Regions from separate parts of the Sus scrofa genome. Here region 1 is linked to region 2. The links are chromatin contacts, called in public HiChIP or PLAC-seq maps. All regions are on one chromosome and are shown on one strand. The core of a region is the stretch at or near the end of the contact, and the rest is flanking DNA. Distances in the headings are between cores, read along the strand shown. Region 1 holds the start of PSMF1 (proteasome inhibitor subunit 1). Region 2 holds the start of NSFL1C (NSFL1 cofactor).

What was found. HiChIP or PLAC-seq counts read pairs in DNA pulled down with a chosen protein or histone mark.
Region 1: an H3K27ac HiChIP or PLAC-seq map of skeletal muscle shows a contact between it and region 2, with 4 times the contacts expected there. The contact joins the promoter of PSMF1 here to the promoter of NSFL1C in region 2. A contact is called at or near these places in 1 of 5 promoter capture datasets (liver), 6 of 47 Hi-C or Micro-C datasets (omental adipose tissue, psoas muscle, retroperitoneal adipose tissue and 2 more) and 2 of 2 datasets of contacts at active chromatin or transcription factors (alveolar macrophages and skeletal muscle).

What each region holds. Positions count from the first base shown.
Region 1 is chr17:34,162,402-34,169,446 of Sscrofa11.1, reverse strand. It overlaps PSMF1 (proteasome inhibitor subunit 1), which reads left to right and starts at 4,724. Exons shown (of 7, transcript NM_001243340.1): 1 at 4,724-5,004. The coding sequence starts at 4,876. LOC102164496 (a long non-coding RNA gene) reads right to left here and starts at 4,646. Exons shown (of 3, transcript XR_001302079.2): 1 at 4,471-4,646.
Region 2 is chr17:33,864,468-33,871,187 of Sscrofa11.1, reverse strand. NSFL1C (NSFL1 cofactor) reads right to left here and starts at 1,633. Exons shown (of 9, transcript NM_001244443.1): 1 at 1,485-1,633. The coding sequence starts at 1,589.

The DNA of each region.
Region 1 (7,045 bases), core at 3,475-5,974, 300 kb before region 2:
GTGTCAGACACGCTGGACACCTCATTGACAAGGGGAATGGGAAATGTTGGGCTCCAGATACTATTGAGGAGTGTTAATCATGGAGGGCTTCTTGGAGGAGGTGTGTTGTTGGGCTGATGTTAGGCCAAAGGAACAGGATTCCAGTGGTGAATGATTCCACCTCAGTGTCCGTCTGGGTACTGATCCTCCACTCACGTCTTCACGGTTTCCAAGGAGATGGTTTCCAGGGAACTTGGAATATCCACATTGCTGTCACTTGGCAACCCAGAACTGGGGGCTGCAGCGTCCTGCCATGTTCTTTCCATCATCCTAGGCCCTCGTCTCTGGCATGGGCTCTGCGCTGCCCAGGCAGCGGGGGCCCAGCCAGAGAGACACCTTCCATCTGCTCTCCTTCTCAGCCACTCACAGGCCTCCCAGGGACAGTTGAGACCCCTGTTGATGGCGGTAAGTCCGCAGAAAATGCTAGATGAGCCAGGGGGTGGACATAGACAATCTCCAGCCCCAGAGGATTTTCCCACTTGCTCCCATCCATGAAGGAACCTGGAGGACCCTGGGGTCCAGCATGGGTGGAATACAGTCCTGGATCTCTAGCGCATCTAGGCCACAGACAAGGGTGGAGGGGGCTGTGGTACAGAACAGACTCCATGGTGCCCCACTCACCCCCCAGCAGGTACCTCTAAGAATCACAGGCTTCCTTCTTTACACTCTGCAATTCTCTGCCTGAGGGCTTTTCATGCCCCCAGTTGCCCTTGACCTGTGGTAGTTGGGAATGAGGGAACAAAACACTCCAGTTCCCTTACCTTCATTTAAACAACTCTGGGGCGAGTCCTGTGCTGCTTCCCAGAGTTGCCAGGCAGGACTGAGCTCCAGGTGCCCAGAGATGGCACCTTGGCTTGATCACATAACACCCACTGGCTGCCTTCCACCCCCTGCCTCACTTCTCCAGGATCTCTAGTGCACTCCCTTATTGCTATTTCCTGGAATCAGCTCCCAAATAAACAGCTCAAGTCCTTGTCTCATGTTGGCTTCTGGGGGAACCCAAGTAACAGGGATGATGATGTGTAATGAGGAACCAAGTTCTGTGAGATGTGAGCTATAACCAATTGTATGCAAAGCAGTGGTCAAATCAAGGGGAGCTGCCTGCACAGGTCCAGGCAATGGTGATGGTGGGGACACTGCCTTAAAATATATATATATGCAGGAGTTCCCGTCGTGGCTCAGTGGTTAGCGAATCCAACTAGGAACTATGAGGTTGCGGGTTCGATCCCTGGCCTTGTTCAGTGGGTTAGGGATCCGTCTGGCATTGCCATGAGCTGTGGTGTAGGTTGCAGATGTGGCTTGGATCCCGTGTTGCTGTGGCTGTGGCCAATTGGACCCCTAGCCTGGGAACCTCCATATGGTGTGGGTGCAGCCCTAAAACGACAAAAAAAAAAAAAAAAAGTAAAAGCAGTTGGAGTTCCCTGGCGCTTCTGTGAATCAAGGATCTGGTGTTGCCACTGCTGTTGCTTTTGATGTGAGTTTGATCCCTAGTCCTAGAATTTCTGCATGCTGCAGCCACAGCCAAAACAAACAAACTTAAAAGCAGTAATAAAATGGATCAACAGCCAGTCTACTTTCTATTATCACCATGAACCAGTCTTTCTAACCAACTTCAGCGATAAAATTTTCCTCCCCACGAAAGTTGACAGAGCTCACTGTCCCATGCCCACCCCTTCGCATGCCACTGAGGCCAGCGGCACAGAGGAGAGAGCAATTGATTGTGGGTTGAGGAGATGGGAGAAGGCCTCACTCAGGATGCCACACTGACCCTCTAATCACACAGTACCAGCTGCCTTTCCCACCTTCATGACTTTGCATGTGCCATTCTCCTTTACTGGAATACCTTTTGTTCCTCAATTCACTGCCAATTCTCCAAATAAGAGTTACTGCAGCTGGGAGGCTCTTCCTCCAAGAAAACCTCCCTGACACCCAGCCTGAATTAGATGTCTCCTCTAGGCTTGTATAGTCCTCCAAATGCCCCTCTGCCATGACAGGTTTCATACTGGGTTACCAGTTTTTTTTTTCCCCCGCTAGACAGCTCTGTAGAGATAGGAACTACAGTTTGGTTATCTGGGCTGTGTTCATAGTAGACACTTAGGAATGGGGCTGCTACTGGGTGGGCACCTCTGTGCAGTGCACAGCCTGTATCACTATCATGGCAACCTATCCTACGGACATTTAGTGAATGAGTGAATAATGAATAGGTGAGAATTTTCAATAACTGGGGAAGGACACTTCAAGCTTTGAAAGCGAAGAGCTTCCCAGTGGAAAGGGCAAACAGCTTCATGTCACAGGCAATACATCTCAGGAGTTCCATGCCACCGGCTTTAGCATCACCCAGAGTGTAGTCAATAAACCTACACTCCACCTCAGACATGCTCAGCCAGAATCTCTGCAGATGGGATTCAAGAATCTCGGCATCCCAGGGGAACCCCGAAAACAAAAAATTGGAGAGGTATAGGGCCAGCTAACAAAGTGAGTGGTGGAAAGCAAATGGGGGAGAGTGGCCCAGTTGGGCTGAGCTCAGGCCAAGAATTCATTCATTCTGCATTCACTCATTCATTCATTCAGTAAGTATTTACTGAGACAGGAAGGCATTCAGGTATACCTATACACAAGACGGACATGGTCCCTTCTCCTTGGTCAAAATTAATGTCAAATACTTAAGCAAATACATATGTAATATAGTGTCAGCTTATGATAAATGCTTTGCAGGTAAGAAAGCGGGATAAAAGGTTAAAGATAGGAGGTTCTTTTCCATGGGGTGTCAGGAAGCCCTCTGCTGAGGCTGACATGATGTGAGGAAAGGAGTCAGTTAAAATGAAAGAGCATGTGGATATATGAGAAAGTGCAGTTCGGGCAGAAAGAATACATGCAAAGGCCTGGAGAACAGAACACGCGGAAAAGGGAGACTGGTTAGGAAGCTACTGCTATAGTCCAAGTATGAAATGCCAGAGGCTCCAACCAGTGCGGGTAGGAAGAAGTGGTCGGATTCAGAGTATACTTTGAGGGTAAAGTGGACGAGCTTTGCTGTTCGATCCGATGTGGGTATAAAAGAAGAGGGGAGTCAAGATCACTGCAGACGAGTGCAGGGGATGGGAGGAGAGTTGGAGGAGATAATGTTAGAGAGAGGCAGGGGTGGGGAGCACAGACCATAAGATGGTTCCTACAGACCATGGGAAGGACTTACTTTTCTCTGCAGTGTGATGGGAGCTCTGGGAGGGTTTTGAGCAGAGGAGGGATGTGAGCTGGCATACGTTCTAACAGAATCTCTTGTTGCAGAGTGTAGAATAGACTTTAGGGAGACAGAGATAGAGTAGGGCAGTTGAGAGGCTGGTGTCAACATCCCAGTGAGAGATGATGGTGGTTTGCAGCAGGGAGCTGACTGAGATGGGAAAACAAAATTTGTTTGAGTAAAAGCAATAAGAGGATTTCAAGAAACTTGTTGAAGAACTAATACATAATAAAAATTACGAAGGAGGGAATTCCCGTTGTGGCTCAGAAGAAATGAACCCAACTACTATCCAAGAGGATGCAGGTTCCACCCCTGGCCTCCATCAGTGGGTTAAGGATCCCACATTGCTGTGAGCTGTGGCAGAAAAAAAAAAAATTATGAAGGAGACAGGAAAATGAATGACTGAAATTTGGTAGTAGATCAGGAGCACCAGCTCTGGAGTTAGCAGCTGTGTTTTTGGGGGGAAGTGGCTTCCATTCTTTGAACTGGTGATAAATATGAAAAGTGGGAATAATAATGAAACTTAACACATAGAGTTTTTGATAAGGTGATATAAAGGTGTTTGTTTTTTTGTTTTTTTTGTTTTTTGTTGTTTTTGGTTGGTTGGGTTTTGTTTTGTTTGTTTGTTTGTTTTGTCTTTTTGCCTTTTCTAGGGCTGCTCCTGCGGCATATGGAGGTCCCCAGGCTAGGGGTCTAATCGGAGCTGTAGCCACTGGCCTACGCCACAGCCACAGCAACGCGGGATCCGAGCCGCGTCTGCAACCTACACCACAGCTCACGGCAACGCCGGATCCTTAACCCACTGAGCAAGACCAGGGATCAAACCCGAACCTCATGGTTCCTAGTCAGATTCGTTAACCACTGCGCCACGACGGGAACTCCCGATATAGAGGTTTTGACACAGGATCTAGCAGCAATAAACATTTAATCAATGTTATCCAAGGAGCTAGACTAGATTGCAGTATCACCTCTGCCACTCACTCATCTTGGTCAAATTTACCCCTTTGTTCCTGTTTACCCATCTGTAAAATGGAGTTAACAAAAACTTTATGGGGTTGGATTGTGAGTTTTAAATAAATGAATACAAGTATTTAGAATTACGTGGTCCGGAACAAGCACTGCATAAGTGCTAACGATTATTATCAGTATATTTTAGGCCTATTTCATAATCTCTTCCGCCACCAGCATAAACCCACCTCATTCTGCAGATGAGAAGTCTGTGGCTCTGAACAAAGTAGCCCCTCCTCAAGGACGCCACAGCCTGCGTGTAGTGGCTCCGCCAACTACGGCCAGTTGAAGATTTCGTCTTTGAAGGACCTCACCCCCAGGATATCCGCCTCGCCCGCCCGCTGCCTGGCGGAACATTTGAGAGTCGCGCTCTTGCTTCCAGTCGGGCTCACTCTCGCAGCACCGCCGGCCCCGGCAGGCACTTCCGGCGGCCACGCCCCCAGCACTGGGGCGTCTCCATTTTGGCCGCGCAGGTTAGGGACGTGACTCAGACCAGCGGATCGGCGAAGCGGTGTTCTCGGTACTCTGAGGGCCGAGCCGGCTCACCGCACTCTCTCCCTTCCTTATTCTGCCTGCAGAGGCCGGGGGCGCGCATGGCGGGCTTGGAGGTCCTGTTCGCGTCTGCGGCGCCGACCATCACCTGCGCGCAGGACGCCCTCGTCTGCTTCCTACACTGGGAGGTGGTTACGCACGGCTACTACGGCTTGGGCGCCGGCGACCAGGTACGCCAACCGAGCCAGCCCAGGGCCAGGGTGGAGGGGGTAAGGTGTCTCCTGCCTGAACCCAGAGGACCGTCGGCTTGGTCCTTAGTGCCTGGCCTTCCCTCCTCCCCAAGTCCAGGCACTGAGGCTTATGACACCATTGCTCCCTATGGCCTGCAGGTCAGGGAGGTGCTAGCTGAACTGTCCCAGCCCAGCTGGCACAACATGATTTGAAAAGCCAAGGACAGAGTCTCGCTCCCGTACAGCCCGGCAGTCTCCCAGGCCGGGATTGTGTGGATCTGGCACCGAGGCAGGTGTGCAGCCCCCCTGAGCCCTCTTCACCTATCTGAACTCCGCGAAGCTTCTTCCCATACAGCTGGGTGGGTGGGGCTGTTGTCAGCACTATCCTCCTACTGTACTTAGCGCCCAGCAGGTATCTGGATCCATGCAGGGGTATAGGGGTGAGCTTGGACCCATTCAGCTCCAGTCAAGGGCCCTGAGAGCTCAGACACCCTCTCCCTTTCCTGAAGGGCCCAGTGCAGCCCACTCTCTGGTTGTCATCTTTAGCTCAGGCTTTGGGGCAAGAACAGCCTGCCACACACATGCAGAGGTGCACCCTGTGTGTGAGGGCCTGTAGGTTTGCATCCCCAAAGATGTCCTACAGGACCAGCCCCTCCTGTTCTCTTGTCCTCAGGTTCTGCCTCTTCCTGCTGGGGGCCTTGTTGTCATCCCCACAGAGCCCTAGGACTGCTGGGCCCAGGCAGCCTCACTAATTCTTTGCTGTAGCATTCTCCCATCTGCCCCTGCCCCTTCCCTCTGACTCTCCCCCTCCACATCCTTGTACACTTCCTCTGAGAACTGGGCGGGAAGCCCTTACTGTCCCTTCGCTCCATCTGAGAAAATAGCCTCCCGTACACACACTCAGCCAAGCCACCACTGCCTTTTCACTGTCAGAACCTAGACCAGCTCTGGGGAGCAGGGTGCTTCACTCCTTCCATCTCACAGTGAGATCTTAATCTTACTTTCATTTCTAACTGCTTTAGTTCTCAAGCTCCCTAATCCTTTTTAGTTTCTCACGCATACATCCAGAGACTTAGTTTTTCTTCTTCTGATACAGAGCTTTAGGGATCCCTCGTCAAACACAGTTTATACATCCAGGTTCTGTACCCCATCCTCACTGTCCATTCCTTTTCCCTTAGAACTGTTGACCAAGACCATCACACCCTGATCAACAGGAATAAGAAACACAAGTATTGTCATGGATCTCTGGCTCCCCCCCTCCCCCAGACTTGGCTTTTCTGATCGCCCTGCACTTTGTCTCACTTGCCTTGCCTTTCAACATTTCACAATTTGGGACCAGGTAGAGGCGGCCCACACTAAACAGTCAAATTTCCCCTTTCAGTGCATAGTCTCCCCACTTGGCTCCATTCCAGCTTTCCAGTCTTTAACAGCCCTTTCACTTGCCCCAGGCATTTCATATCACCTTTTCTGGGGTGTTCTCCTAGATAGCTGGTGTGTAGGATGGTTCCGGGGACAGTGGGACTGAGAGGAGGGTAAGACTTGCCTCTGCCCTTGGGGCTTCCCTATCGGCTCTCAGCATCCCCCCCCCCAACCCCTCAGATCGGACAGGTCTGCCCTGCTCGCTGTCCCTTCTCATGTACCTCACTCTGTTTACTCTCCCCCCAGGAGCAGGAACTTGTTACAGGGACTCCCTTCTCCCCATTACACAGACATGTATCAGCACTGCTCACACCACTCGTCCCCTCCCAAATCCTGTCAGCAGTTCTCTCTCAGTCACTTGGACAGCTTAGGGACATCAGTTCCTGTAGATCATTGCCCTGTCCTAACTGGCATCATTCCCTTGCCATACACTCCAGGCTCCTAAGTTTTCAGAAAGTACACAATTTCACTTTAATACTGGTCTAACAAAGTGAATAAAGGATCCTTAACTGAATCCCAGAGATCCATCTAATTCCACTCTCTTCTTGGTGCCACATGTTGAGTTCATGCTGACCAATAAAAAGATAGTTACCCCTAAGATGCCTACAGCTCCAGGCATCTT
Region 2 (6,720 bases), core at 384-2,883:
GAAGCCAGTGAGCTGCTGTGGGACATAACCAGCTTGCCAGGAGCAGCGTTCCTTCATGGGACACAACCAGCCTGCTGGAAGCAGTATGCCTTGGCAGGACACAGCAGGCCTGTGAGGAGGCAGTGAGCTGTGGTGGAACGCCCACTGACTCGGCATTGAGGGCAGGGCCAGGACAGTCATGCCACATGCATGAGCCGGCTTCACCACCTATAGCATCAGGAGATGGGGCTGACGAGTTGCCAACTGTAACCCTGTGAGCTTTTAGGTCTTTCAGGCAAAAGCTAGGTTTTGTATTTCTGCCCAGCGCAGGGGTTTCACATGTGTGAAGCGTAATGCTTTACCTGACTCTCACTGTGGGGAAGCATATAAATGGTGAGGTCAGCAGACCCAGATCAAATCCTAACTCCTGGCTGTGTGACCTTGGGCTGATCACCTGCCCTCTGAGCTTCCGATTCCTCATCTGTACAACTGAGGTAGACTTCTTTAATTCACACAGTGTTGCTAGGATTAAATGAATCATACATAAAGTGTCTGACACATGGTGATTGACAGCTTGGGCTCTGTTATTAGACAAAACTGAGTTCTAATGCCATCTTTTCCACTTAGGAGCTAGTGAGGCATTGAGCAAGTTACTTGACCTCCCTAAACCTCAGCTTCAAAATGCAAAGGTTAAACGACTTAAGACACAAAAAGCAGTTAGAACAGCACTTGGCTTCTGGTGAGCAGTCAATAAACATTAATCATCATCATCTACCTAAGATGTACACTGGCCAAGGATATGTATGCAATTTCTTCTACCATTAATTACTGAGTCAGATGTTGTTCTAGGCACAAGGGATTCAACAGTTTACAAAATTCCCTGCCTCGCTTGGCTCATCTTCCTGTCTTCTTAACTAATTACCAAACATTTAATGGACACTTGATACGTGCCAATGAATTAGACGATAAGCTCCACTGAGACTCCCACTTTACAGATGAGTAACTTAGAATAGGCTCCAATCTTGCGCCACCACCCAGTTTCTCCCAGCATTTAGGTAGGAGGAGGGGTGGGTCAAGTCCCAGGCACAGCTTCTCCCTCCTCCTGCGGCTGGGGCCGCAGAGATGGAAACGAAGGAGCACCTCGTCCCCAGCGCCACCCGGGAGCTGGTCGGTCCAGGCCGCCCGGCCTGCAGCCGACACACGGCGCGGCAGCCACGCCCCCAGGCTCCCCTCTCCACGCGGGATGCGGCAGTGCCCCAACTCTCGCTAACCCGACAGCCAGGAAGAAGGGGAAACTGAGGCCCAACAGAGAAGGTCGGGCCCGGGGCTGGCCCGCATTTTACCACACCCAGGCGGAGCTTGCGACGCGTGGCAGCGGCCCCAGGACCCTGAGGCCTGGGCCCGGCGGGATGACTGTGCGCTTCGGCCACCTCGGGCTTGAGGCTCCAAGCGCCCACGCCCCATAGCCCCTAGCCTGCCGGACACGGCCCGCCTCGCGGCTCTACCTGCAGGTCCCAGCCGGCCGACTCGAGGAAGAAGCGGGCTCGGTCCTCCTCCGCGCCCGTCACCGCCACGAACTCCCTCAGCGCGTCCTGTCGCTCCGCCGCCATCTTCGCCCCGTGCGCCGCCCAAAGCGCTCCGGGCGGCGCCGCACAGCCTCAGCCCCGCCACCGCGTTCCGCCCGCCAGCAGACCCAGCCCAGCCGAACAGCACCCCGCCCACAGGCCCCGCCCCACGCGGTGCCTCACGCAAAGTCTTCCGTCCGGGAACCGTCAACGCTCCGCGCCCTCTGGCGGCCACAGCGCTAACCCGAAGTCTAATGGCGTGGGGTGGTGGGAGATGAGGGGAGTATGAGAAGCAGGGCGAGTCTTCCACCAGTGCCTGTGGCATGAAGGCTCCCGGAAGGAGTCGGTTTCACAATTACACACTGAGTTGGTTTATCATGTCATTAATTTACTCATTCGTTCATTCATTTACTTGTTCAAATATTTACTGAGTGTTGTCAAGGGGCTCCTGCTCTTCCAGGGCTGAGGATCAATGGCTTGCAAAATAAAATACCTGCCCTTCTTGTTGCCCATGTTTGACAGCCTTGAAGGAGTCACTCTTGTCTCCTGACCCTTCTTTGGCTCCCCATCTAAATGTGCATAAAAGACAAAGTCTCACGGCCTTCAAGACCCCAGGGAGATGTGCCAGCCCTCCCTCTTATCTTCTCCTAAGCTTTTTTTTTTTTTTTAAATGCGAACCTAAAAGTTGAGAGTTGAGTTTTATGTGTGGCAAAATGAAGATACAGACTGGGAGGCACCATTTCAGATAGCTCCGAAATACCGCTCCAAAGGGGCAGTGAGAAATGTCAGCATACATGTGATTTTGGTGAAGGGGAAGGTACATGGAAGCAAGCCATATTTTACAAATGTTTGCTGCTAGTCTCATGAAGATGACTGTTAGTCACGAGGTGCAGACATCACCACGGAGGATTTTAGTGCTTTTCTAGGCATGAGGAGATGCAAGAATTGAGCTCATAAAATCTCCTGAAAATGTCTACGTATCCGAAGACCTGTCCTGCCGGTTTCCCCAGAGCACAGAGTGCCTCACTCCTGATCTCTACCCTGAGCTCCTTTCGGGGGGTGTTGATTCAGTCCACGTAGAGGCAGATGGCAAGTGTCAAACTCCAGTTCACACGTCTCAACAGCTTCCTTGGCTCCAGGTACGTGGTCCTTGTTGCTGTTCCTCTGGTGCACCAGACACATATTGGCCTCGGAGCCTTGTTGCTTTTTGCCTGGAACACCCTTCCCTCATGGGTGGGCAAGGTGCTCACTTTCCTGAGTCTCTGCTCCAAGGGCACATCCTCAGACACAATCTTGCCTTAGAGTCCTCAGCTTCTTTGCCCTGTTGCCTTTTACCCCCTCCCGGGGTGCTCTTTTCTCCCTCTTCCCCCATCAGCTCCTGCTCATCCTTCCCGTCTCAGTTTAGGTGTTCCCTCCTCCCATGGCCTTTCTCATCCCCAGGCTCCATCAGACAGTCCCCCTTGCATGCCCTCTGACACCATGTCAAGCCTTCCCCAAGGGCCATGATCCCGGTGGCAGTATGGCTGAGGCTGTGTCCAGTGCAACGTGGCTTGAGAGCACAAGCTCTAGGAGTTACCATCGTGGCTCAGAGGTTAACAAACCCGACCAGTATCCATGAGGATGCATGTTCGATCCCTGGCCTTGCTCAGTGGGCAAAGGATCTGGCATTGCCTCGAGCTGTGGTGTAGGTCGCAGATGAGGCTCTGATCCCACATAGCTGTGGCTGTGCTGTAGGCCGGCAGCTACAGCTCCGATCAGACCCCTAGCTTGGGAACCTACATATGCTGCAGGCGCGGACCTAAAAAGACAAAAACAAACAAACAAAAAACACAAGCTCTGGACTTGGATAGCCTGGAGTTGAAGCCCAGCTATTACTGCCTGTGTGACTGGGCAGATGATGTCTCTAAGCTTCCGTGTCCTGATGGGTAAAGTGGAGCTCCTCCCAGTTCCTACCCCTGAGGGATGTGTGAGGATTCAGTGTGAACTGCTGAGAGCAAGGTTCGATGCTTGGTAAGGCCCCAGGAGATGTTAGCTGTCATTTTCTCTCCCATGACCTGCAGCCACTGGCATTAAACTTGTCACTTATCGTCACTTAATGACTCTGCTGAATTAAAGAAGGAGTGGATAAATGAAACCAGGTGAGAAATGCAGGGGTTGACATTGGAGGACAAGGATGCAGGGCCGGTACCTGGACCCCTGAAGAGTGTTGAGCTGACTGTGGGCTAATTGCAATAAATAAAATGTTCCTTTTCCATAGAATGGATGCCTTTGTGGCTAGGAGAAATGGTGACCCTGGACAAGCTGGGTGAGAAGAACGGGCCTCTTGCCCACTCTGGGCTTCTATTTGAAGATGGTAGGAGGTGGGGTGGGCCAGCCCAGTGTTCACAGCTTTCTCAGACCCATTTTCCTCACATCCCTTTACTGCCGTAAATGGAATTCAGAGATAGCAAAACTGACCTCCGTGCATGTGGAAAACCAATATCATGCCCTAACTGGAGGGGAAAAAAAGGATGATAATTGGGATAAAATTATCAAGTATAAGAACAGGAAAAAGCAAAATGAAGCCATTAGATGCTTATCTTTACCTACAGGGCTGTATGATGGGTGATTAAAATATTGTCCATGGGAGTTCCCATTCAGGCTTGGCGGTAACAAACCCGACTAGTATCCGCGAGGACACAGGTTTGATCCCTGGCCTCACTCAGTGGGTTAAGGATCCAGCCATTGCCATGAGCTGTGGTGTAGGTTGCAGACACGGCTCAGATCCTGTGTTGCTTTGGCTGTGGTGTAGGCTGGCAGCTGCAGCTCCGATTTGACCCCTAGCCTGGAAACTTCCTTATGCCATGGGTACGGCCCTAAAAAGACAAAAAATATTGTAAGTGTGTTGCTATTGGCTGATGTAATTTTTCAAAGTGGTTTTAAAAAAAGCCTCTTTAAGATTATAAACAACACAAAGTTCCACCTGCCTTCTATTGGCACGTAGTTGCTTTTTGGAAAACATGGTGTATATCAAAACCGTGCCAAAAATACCTCAAGTTTATATGTTAAATGAATGAGGATCTAGGTTCACGTTATTAAAATCAACTTTTCAGCTATACCAGGTCCTGACAGGACATGTGGGAGGAGGGAACATTTTTTGTGGTGCAAGAATCCCCTTTCCTGCTGCCACAGCATCCAGCACCAGCCCTGATTCCCAGTTCCTGCTCTCTTCATCGCTGTGTCAACCCCAAATGCCCCCCGACTTCCTAGAAAGTCCAGGATCTTGGAGACTTACTCCGACCACACTCATGCTCTGCTCTGCCGCCAAGCCAGGTCTGTCCACCCTGGAAACTGATTGATGACTTGCTCCAGCTTAAAGGTTTGTAGGGGATCAGCTCCCCATGATCTGGCTGGTGTTTGAATCCCTGAACCTAGATGTCACCCCTCTTCACTTCTTTGCCACTGGAGAAGCCTTTTTTAATGCCAGAGCATCCCTGGCCCTTCCTCCATATCCCCCCCGCACCCCTCCACACCCCAGGCATCCTCCCCCTATAACTACCTGACAGCTGGTGTTTATTGAACACTTACTACACCCCCCAGACACTCTTTTTTTTTTTTTTTTTTTTTTTTTTGTCTTTTTGCTATTTCTTTGGGCCACACCTGCAGCATATGGAGGTTCCCAGGCTAGGGAGCGAATCAGAGCTGTAGCCACTGGCCTACGCCAGAGCCACAGCAACGCGGGATCCGAGCCGCGTCTGCAACCTACACCACAGCTCACGGCAACACCGGATCCTTAACCCACTGAGCAGGGCCAGGGATTGAACCCACAACCTCATGGTTCCTAGCCGGATTCAACCGGAACTCCCATCCTGGCCCGTTTTGGCCCACAGGGCCGTGTGCTTCCACTTCTGGTGATCTGACTGCAGGTATTTACAGCCACAATTTGATTGGAAGGGGACTTGAGGGTATGAAGTTGAAACTATATCTTCATAACACCTATTTAAATGTCCTTCACAAAAGTGGGTGGGGGTGGTGCTGAAGGCCTCGCTTTCCTTTCTACCTCCAGCCCTGCCCCACCCCCAAGACCCACCACCGCTGCCACTGCCAGGCTCACCTATGCCTTGAAGATCCACCACCACCAGCTCCTGACCTACCCAGCCCCACCCCTTTCACCCCAACCCTGCTGCCAGCACCCCATGCACCCCCTATCCTCCAAAGCCCACTCCCTCCCCAAGTTTCATCCCCAGCCCTGCTCCAGTTTCTTTCTTTTTCTTTTCAGGGCTGCACCTGGAGCATATGGAAGTTCCCAGGCGAGGGGTGGAATCAGAGCTGCAGCTGCCGACCTATGAACAGCCACAGCAACGCCCGATCTGCGTTGCATCTGCGACCTATGCTGCGGCTTGCAGCAACATCAGATCCTTAACCCACAGAGTGAGGCCAGGGATCTAACCTGCACCCTAATGGGCACTATGTTGTTCCTTAACCCACTGAGCCACAGCAGGAACTCCCCCCGCCCCCGCCACCCCCTGCTCAGTTTCATCCTCACCCCAGTTCCCATCCTAGGCTCACCCCAGTCCCACTCTCTAGTACCACCTCCCACCACCTGCCTGGCACATCATCAGCCTCCAGCTGCTCTTTAGGGCCAAATGAAAGAGGCTGCAATAGTGACAAGTTAGGTTCCTGCCCTTGATGAGCTCAAGGTCTTGTGGGGACAAGGAATCAACATCAAGGAAACACACACACACTCACATTTGCTTGTAGCAGTAAGTGCTGTGAGGGAAATGAGCTGCAAACGGGAAATAAGAAGGAGGAAGATGTCATGCTGGACGGGGTGGTCTGGGGAGGCATCTTGAAGGAAATGGTTAAGTAGGCTTGGCTGGATGTGTGTGGCCCAGGTGTGTACAGAGCAGGGTCACTTTAAGGGGTGGGGCATGAGAAGAGGGAGGGGTGCATGGCGGGGACTAAATCCTGCAGGACCCTGACAGGTGAGGAGGTTTCCAGGGGCAGGTCAGGGAACTATCTCCAGTTAGCGCAGAGGCCCCATTCCATTCTGTTAATGTCACAGTGGCTGCTGTAACACATCACTGCAAATCTGGTGGATCAAACAACGGAAATTTATTCTCGCATAGTCTGGATGCCAGAAGTCTGACTTCAGTATCCCTGGGCTGAAATCAAGGTGTCAGGGGGCCGAGCTCCC